Regions from separate parts of the Mus musculus genome. Here all the other regions are linked to region 3. Evidence: chromatin contacts called from public HiCAR-type data. All regions are on one chromosome and are shown on one strand. Each heading gives the region's core, a stretch centred on a gene start, on an enhancer-like site or on the middle of the called end of the contact. The rest is flanking DNA. Distances are from core to core; before and after follow the strand shown.

Evidence for each region. HiCAR-type assays count read pairs that join an accessible place to other places.
Region 1: a contact with region 3 is called in a HiCAR-type map of fibro-adipogenic progenitors, with 4 times the contacts expected there. The contact joins two enhancer-like sites. A contact is called at or near these places in 1 of 484 Hi-C or Micro-C datasets (embryonic fibroblasts) and 4 of 115 datasets of contacts at active chromatin or transcription factors (embryonic fibroblasts, embryonic limb bud, embryonic stem cells and 1 more).
Region 2: a HiCAR-type map of fibro-adipogenic progenitors shows a contact between it and region 3, with 3 times the contacts expected there. The contact joins two enhancer-like sites. A contact is called at or near these places in 3 of 15 datasets of contacts at CTCF or cohesin (the NIH/3T3 cell line and large pre-B cells), 2 of 484 Hi-C or Micro-C datasets (the C10 cell line and bone marrow-derived macrophages) and 2 of 115 datasets of contacts at active chromatin or transcription factors (embryonic fibroblasts and fibro-adipogenic progenitors).

What each region holds. Positions count from the first base shown.
Region 1 is chr4:95,152,661-95,155,360 of GRCm38.p6, reverse strand. It overlaps Junos (a long non-coding RNA gene), which reads right to left. Exons shown (of 5, transcript XR_867920.3): 3 at 1,726-1,769. Among named protein-coding and RNA genes, the nearest start is that of Gm12708, 39 kb to the left of the region's middle. Within about 2 kb of position 1,345, at least 91 of the 459 cell types and tissues checked have an H3K27ac peak or open chromatin away from gene starts, as enhancers often do. A contact at or near this core is called in fibro-adipogenic progenitors, where this site is marked.
Region 2 is chr4:95,864,062-95,866,761 of GRCm38.p6, reverse strand. All of the region lies in intron 14 of Fggy (FGGY carbohydrate kinase domain containing), which reads right to left. Among named protein-coding and RNA genes, the nearest start is that of Hook1, 100 kb to the left of the region's middle. Within about 2 kb of position 1,336, at least 13 of the 459 cell types and tissues checked have an H3K27ac peak or open chromatin away from gene starts, as enhancers often do. A contact at or near this core is called in fibro-adipogenic progenitors, where this site is marked.
Region 3 is chr4:95,499,023-95,501,722 of GRCm38.p6, reverse strand. No RefSeq gene overlaps it. Among named protein-coding and RNA genes, the nearest start is that of Gm830, 13 kb to the right of the region's middle. Within about 2 kb of position 1,257, at least 19 of the 459 cell types and tissues checked have an H3K27ac peak or open chromatin away from gene starts, as enhancers often do. A contact at or near this core is called in fibro-adipogenic progenitors, where this site is marked.

The DNA of each region.
Region 1 (2,700 bases), core at 96-2,595, 350 kb after region 3:
GAGAGACGTTGCAAGCCACATGTGTGCTTCAAGATTTTCTTAGGAGACACAGGAAAAAAAGAAATGCTAATTAACCCAATGGATCTGAAACCATCCTTTCAACCCTGTAGCCCATTAAAAATATTAGTAAGGCATTTCACTGGCTTCTTTAAAAATAGCCTTTGAAATCTGGTGGTCAGAAGTTTAATGTGGCTAGTGTTTACTGCACCAGACTGCACAGGACTGAAGATCTGTCTGCAGGTAAAACTGAGCACCTCCTGCCTACATCTCCCTTCCATGATCCTTGGGTACAAAGGCATGGTCTACAACTACCACCAACGTGAAGATGGGTCTTCCTGTTCAATGGGTCCAACATGCTGCCAAGTGTCTCCTCCTTTCCCCGACTACAGAACTCAGTCCTGGGATAGTTCTCACTGTCTCCCTAAGAAAGAGCATTTCACATATAAATATACTCTGTAGACCAGGGACCTCTCTTGCCCATTGTGGCGCAGCACAAATGGTGGTCTTCATCACCCTTTTCTCTTACACTGAACCGACAGCATCGAATTGGTTAACAGTGTTTTTAGGGCATCTCCTTTTTGCTCCCTGGGACCAGTTTCCCCATCTGTCAAATAACAGGTTTGAATCTTCCAAGGCTCGGCCCTTTAGCCTGCTCCCGTGCACACCGCCAGTCTGCCTCCCTGCTAGTTTCCCCCATTAAAACGAAATCTCCGGTTATTATCTCTACTCGAAGCATAATAAGCACATTTTGCGTGCTTAGCACGTGCCGGGCCCCGTGTAAAGAGCTGTGAAAAGGGCACTTCATTTGGCCTTCTCCGTAGCCAAGTAAAGTAAGCACTGTGATTATCCTCTTCTATAATTGTGGAAACTGAGGCATCGGGTGGTTGACTCATAGGTCAGAGGCCTAATGAGGGCACGAGCTGAGCTGAGGACTACTGCCCAGGGGTCCTTTCCAGGCCCCCTTTGCTCCAGCTGTGAATCACGTTCCATCCTTGAACCCGAGGTAAACTCGGGTCTCCCGTGACAGTTCAGGAAAACCAGGTTTCCCTCCATATCCTTGTTTGTAAAACCGGAGATTATCCTCCTTCTGTTTTCCAGAGGAAGGAAGCACCGCTGGGCCTGCCTTGCTGAGGAAATCCTACCCTTTGCAAAGGGACTTTCTTCCCATCCCCTTGACCTTTCAGGAAAGGGGGGAGGCCCCGGGAAGGCTCTGGAAGAGGACCGCAGAGCTGAGTTCGCCCTGTCTAGGGCAGGAGTATTTTTAGAGTTGGCTCTACACTGTTTACAAGGAAGCTGGTCCCCTGAGCCTGCCTGCTCCCTCCAGGGAACACTGGCTGCCAGCCCCACCCACCCGCTTTACTTTGCCCCTGGCCCTCCCTTCCTCCCTCCCAGCTCTTATCCTAAGTCTCCATCAGCTCCTGGGCTCTATTTGCAATCGGGTATGCTACAGGACTGCCCCAGGCAAAGAAACCTGAAATTTTTCCTGCAGAGGATCAACTGTGTTGGGGCACTGGGAAACAAGCTGCTTACAGCTACAATGGCCTGGGGGGCCTTCTGGGAGCCCTTTCCAGCAGCCAAGCCAAGGGCCTGCTGAGCTGTCTGCTGTCTGCTGTCTGCTGTTCCAAGAAAGGGAGACAGACCCTCAGAACTTGCCAATGTGAGGGGGCAAAGGACTGCAGGCCCTAGTCGGCAGGCCCAGCGGCTGGCTCTGCCTACAACTCTTACCTGGTGTGATACTGCTCTCCTGTAGATCTTCTCCAGGCTGGTGACTGTAAAGTATTAATAGGACAGTCTCTAGCATGTGCCAGGCATGCAACACCCAGGATCGCGGCAATCATTTCTCTAATTCTGATGCTTCTCCCAGTGTCTACCTGAAGGAGACTTTTAGCAAAGGATACTTTCTTTATTCTTTTAGCTCAGAGATCATTCACTTCTAAGTCGGTGGATAAACTCTGAATCCCCAAGCCAGGCATGCCCAGGAGCTTGCTAGCCAGCCAACCCAACTGAAATGTTAAGCTTTAGATTCAGTGGGAGACCCAGTCTCTCAAACTTCAAAAGGAATGTGATAGAGGAAGGCAAGACACCTGATGCACTTCTCTGGCCTATGTGTGCACATGTGTGCACACATTAAAATAATAATAATAATAATAATAATAATAATAATAATAATAATAATAATAATAATAAATTGTCCTTTGGCCATGTACATTCATAAAACATTAGTCAGGCCATTTATTCCTTCCCCTCCAGCTCTGACCCATCCTCCTGCCGTCCTGAAGTCTTGCAGAAGATATTCAAATGTGCTTGTCTGGGTCAGTCTCTAACTTCTAGAGCAGGCCCTTTATGTGTCTGGCTTCTGAGAGCATCACCCAGACCAGTCCTCATAGACTTGGCCCAAGTGAACCAGACTTCCCAGAGTCTAGCCCTAAGCTGGCAGTGCTGAGTGGGAAGCTAAACCTAGGTGACCTAGGCAGACTGGTGCCACCTGATCCCTCTTCAGATGTGTGTATACAAATGGCAAGGTCTCAGAGATCCTCTGGGGAAGTGGCCTTTCTCCTCCTGGTTGCAGACTGGACTTCTTCAGCAGCTGAGAGCTTCTAGGTGTTTAGTTGGGACAGTTTCTTTCCCACAGGCATTTCCTCTTCCTCCTCCTCTTCCTGGCCACCTACTCTTCCTCCTCCTGTTTCCCACTTCCTCCAA
Region 2 (2,700 bases), core at 87-2,586, 360 kb before region 3:
TAGACACAGGACTAGTAGAAATCTTCCAGTTCTTTTTATGGTACCTCTTGTCACCTTTGAGGACCTTAACTGCTGGCTTACACAGCATCTACCACTCTTTTGTCCTTAGAAAAGACTAGCAAAATGCCAATTCTTTGGTTAAGTAAAATCGGGCACCATTACATCTGTATGACACCCAATCCAGGAGGTTCAGAAGCGTATTTATATATTAACATCTCGATGGACTTGCACTATGAAGATATTTAGTTAATTTAACTTGAGCATTTTCCATCACATAGTTAATTTGAGTACTGTCCAGGCCAGTGCTTCCCAGTGTTGTCTTTTAACATGTCAGAGCGCAGTGTTTGGGAAATCATCACTTGTAGAGAACTTGTTTCATTAGTAAAGCTTCCTCTTGTTTCTATCAAGCCTTTGGTCCGGTTCTCTCTTCCTACCTAAAACAGCATAGAAAGAAAGGCAGGCCTAAAACTGGGTCTGATACAAAGCCACTGTAGGCAAGACTCCTCTGAAGACAGAAAGGGGCCTGTGACTGATCGGAGCACTCTAAAAGGCACCAGAGCATCTGGTGAGTGTGAGTACTGCCATCAGTGCCCCACGGAGGTGTTGAGCTTGACATACATATGTCATTTCAAATGTTCTTCCTGCTCCTTCCTCTTCTCCTCTGCCATCCCTGCTGTTAACACTTATGGCGGCCTGCCAGGCAGCCAGCCTTTCTGTGCCCTTCCAGGACTCATTTAAGCCTCATCTCCCACCTTACTAAGAGAGCACTGGTGTCATCCCCATTTTCCATGGGGTAAACTGAAGTGCAGGGAGAATGAAGAGAGCCCAGATTGTGTAAATCAGGCAGGGCATGTTGCAGATTTATAATAGGAAATGTTGCTGGGAAGCTGAGGCTCTGAATATCTGAGCCTTGGGCTTTTTACTAAGACAAAGGAGAGAGAGCAGCCCTGTCTACCTCACTCCAGCATGAGTTCTTCCAAACCTGGCTGGAAAATGTTAATCACATTACAGTTTACTAAGCACTTCCATATCCCTCATTATATCAAACCTCCTGACGATGGTTATGAAATATCACTGTTCTATTTTACGGAGGTTTGAACGGACTTCCAGAAAGCTACTATAGTAATACTGACTTAATATGATCGCCTCTCATGTTTGTCAGTAGACTTGCTGAAGTCCACAGGATACAGTTAAGGCTCAGACTTAAATCTTCCAAGGCTGAGCTTAAGTCCCCCCTCGTCCCTCCAGCATGGAGCTCGACACCATGCCTCTAGCACTGTCAGACCAGCTGTAGCAGAGAGCTTACAGCATCAGCTCGGTATGCTGTTGATGTGGCTTTTTAAAATGACTCAACATTCAACATTAATTTTTCTCCCATTGCCATGGTGATGGCTTACTACTGCTGGAAGGTGACCATGAGATGGCCAAGGCAAAATTATTTTCCTTATTTTCCTAATACTCTCCAGCAACTCGTTTTTGTTATGGTTGTTTTCATTTTGCCCTTTAATCTAATGGAATGAGGCTTTTGCCATATAATATGATTTGGGGCTTCTCAAACTGGGATCCAGGTTGAACCTGCAGTGGTCACTTAGGAGTTCAGGAGACATTCCCTTTTCTCAGAACAGAAGACTGTGTGACCAGCTTTGGTTCAAGCACCATCTATGACACTAGCTATCTCATCATATGAAGAATATTTCTGGGTCTTGTCTCATTCATTTGAAATAAGGAGGCCTATTAGGCAAGGTTAGTTCATGAATTTATATAACACTAACATAAAATTTAGAATGCAATGCATACATAAGAAACAGGAGTAGCAGTTGCAACAATGAACATAATAGCGATGATTACTGTTTTCAGAGAACAAATGAGACAGGTTCAGAGTTAGGAGTCAAAGACATTTATTGTCATTCAGCTATCAATCATGCTAATTAGCTCTTCCATCAAACCTGTTCTTTTCCTTTTTAACTCTTGACCCAAGATATAATATGCATTTACATTTATTGTTTCACCATCTTGCCCACTCAATTGTAGATGTGATGAGGATTTTACTTGTCCAAATACCTAGGGCTATTTGCTTAATGAATGAAAAGGATTTGCCAAGCAGCATGTCTGTGTCTGGCTGTGTTAGACACTAGAGATAGGGAAATGAGTTAACCGAAATTCTTATTCTTGGGGCATTTACATAAAGGGTCTTTATCAAGGACAAACATGAAGGGAATGGACATCTACCAGTGACTCTATTAATCTAATGGCATGGGTGGGATTAAACCTTACATGATGTTCCAGCACAGGGTCGGGTCCTGATATCTCAAAGCTTTAAGTGCTGAGAAGGAATTAAGCTGACACTGTTAATTCCAACCTCCGTCCATCAGCAAAGGATGATGGTGAAGGCAGGGAGGACCTGTTCCATGGCTCTTCCCAGATGTCTCCTCTGGTAGTGAAGCCAGAGGTCAGAGTCCCAGATAGAAAGCCAATCTCAAAAAGCATCCTGGGAAGAATTCTACCTGCAAGAGCTGACAGAGAGTCTCTTTGTAACAAGTCACCAGACACTGTCTGATAGACGGAAGCACCTCCCTACTAGAGAGTCAGTTTGACAGCTGTGAAGGTACACAGCCCCATGGTGACAGCTTTCCAGTCTATCTTGCTTAATAGTCAGGCTACTTTGTCATTATTTTATCATGCATCTTTAGGTATCTAAAA
Region 3 (2,700 bases), core at 8-2,507:
TCCAAACGCCAAGTGTCTAATGAGCATCTAAATGAGAAAACTTTGTAGCAAGACAGAAGATGTCTGTAAAAAGAAAACATCTAATGGATTTCTAGTTCTGTCAAGATTTAAATTTGTAATGAAGATGATATTTGAAATTAAAGACTTAAGTTAGAAGCTACTGAAGGTCATTTTTTTCATCCCAGAAGGGCTCATGGCACTGGGAGAAGTCTATGTCTCTCGGTTCACTAGCATACCTTTCAATCTGTGGCTGCAGGCAAAACTAGTCTATGGACCAGACACCACACTGGACTCAGCGTGTGGTGGCTGCAGCTGTCCCCCTCTTTCTCCCTGGGGGTCCCCTGGGGCATGCCATATTTCTCTCAAACATTCTTGGAATATTTCATGATTCATTCTTGAAGCATGAACTTTTTAACTCTTTTCCCCTGGAGGATTTTTTTTTTTCCTAGCTTACTTACAGGTTGACATGGAAACTCACAGAACCTCTGTAAACAGATCAGGAGAGATACCATTCAGTGGTCAGTAGCCTATTCATCTTAGCAAGCCTGACTTGCTGAAACTCACTCATTTATTTGCTTGCTCCAGAATGCATCACAACAAAAAGAATCTTATTTTATTGAAAAGTGACTTGGTCAGAGGCACAGCATGATGTAGAAGCTATTTGCATTTCAAATCAATGAACCCATGGTGCCTGACTTAGTATACTTGATTATACTAGATGAGGAAATGAGCCAATTTCTTTGCTTTGTTAATGATTCTCATGACTTTACATAATATTTTTAAATTATAATAATGGGATAGAAAAGTTGAACTGGGATGGCCCTAGATTCCTAATAAGAGAATGAAAATCCACAAGAAAAATTCTTTGGAGACAGAACTAATATGTATCCCTAAAGATTTACAATTTTTTCACTTCTGATGTTCTAATAGCCTTCAATAGATTCATGATCACCTCTCCTGTAGCAAAGGGAATTAGGACCCAAGGAACCAATGAACTTCCTCAAGTTTGCCAAGCTGCCTAAATCAGCTCATGTAGAATGTTTGAGGTCTTTTCACAATCCTTCAGTCTCTGGATATAATTGTCATGTTTGTGAAAGGCTAAATTTCCCCAGAACTGAAAGCATCCCTTGCTCAGAAACTGGGCAGATCTTTGCATTTTCTTAGGAGGAAAGAGACTGTGATAGTAGCTGTTACACCCTACTCCATTCCCCATGCCCCACCCTCTGACATCATGGGTGTACAGCTCATTTCTGGAAGGAATCACCTATAAAAGATCCACCCAGTGGCTCAACATCATAAAAATGAGTCCATGCTCTGAGCCAGTCGAGTAAGTCCCAGATCCCAAAGCAAAGCAAGAAGCCAACGGTTTCATGAATTTCAGCCCAGATACCAGAGCCTTCGACTCAGAGCTTGGAACCATTAAACATATTCCAGTAGTTCCATGTCAGTGACTTAAGATTATAGTTCTATAGGATAGTCTTTAAATAGATCCAATAGCCTTGAGAACACAGCATCAGTGCTTAGCATGACAAACAAAGTTATTCATGACATAAGTCTTGCATCAGTACCTCTTTCCTTTCCTTCCCACTCATATAAGGACATGGAAGTACACCAAGCATCACACACCCCTGGCTCTTTGCAGAAGCTGGGATTTCTTGTTGGTGCTTTTCTTTTGTTACCTCATCACTGTCTAGATAATTCTAACCCCAGCCTCACCTTTCCTATGAGAAGTCTTCCTGAAAGTTCATGTCAAGGTAAGGTGTTCAGCTTATCATCATGAATATCTGACATTGTGCTTCTCTGTTTAATCAGCCTTAGGCTGTGAGCAGCACAGTCACAGAGAATGCATCTTGACCAACAGCAGCATCCTTGGAGCCCATCATGAACAAAGTAACTGAAGAGCTTGTGGATATACACATCATCAGAGTGAGGCCCTTCTAGGTGATCACTCAGAAAAGGTATGTCACGCTGACTGTTCAACTTCTCAGTATTCGACTTCTGAGTCCAATTTTCACAGACATCTTGAGCTTTCTTCCTCACACACATCTCCTTCTCTTTCTGTTCATTCACATCTTACTCAGTTACTCTTCCGTCCATGCCTAGAATTTCCACTTCAATCAAAAGTAGCCAAATTGATCTACAAAGCTGCCGTACCTTCTGCTTCTCCAGACTGGAACATCAAAAATGTTCTATATTCAGTTCCCTTCCCAACTCCAACCAGCTTTCTTAGCAATCCTTACATAAATTTTTTGATGTTTACTCTGACTTACTAATAATCCCTTATAGGCAAAGGATTTGCAACAGGAGAGAGAAGGAAGTGAAAATAAAATGCTATCTTACCCTGTTTGGGAGGTTAACAAAATATGTTAAGAAGGTAACAAAAACTTTTTATTCATGGTTTTGGGGCCTTTGGAATATAAGATCAAGGCAACAAAAGATTGGTGTCTTTTACGAGCCCATTTCCTGGCTTATGATATTTGTGCGTGTTCCTGTGGCAAACAAGTTTCTTCAGAAGTCTTTTTTTTGTTTGTTTGGTTTTGTTTTTGTTTTTTGGAGACAGGGTTTCTCTGTGTAATCCTGGCTGTCCTGGAACTCACTCTCTAGACCAGGCTGGCCTTGAACTCAGAAATCCACCTGCCTCTGCCTCCCAAGTGCTGGGATTAAAGGCGTGCGCCACCACCGCCAGGTCTCAGAAATCTT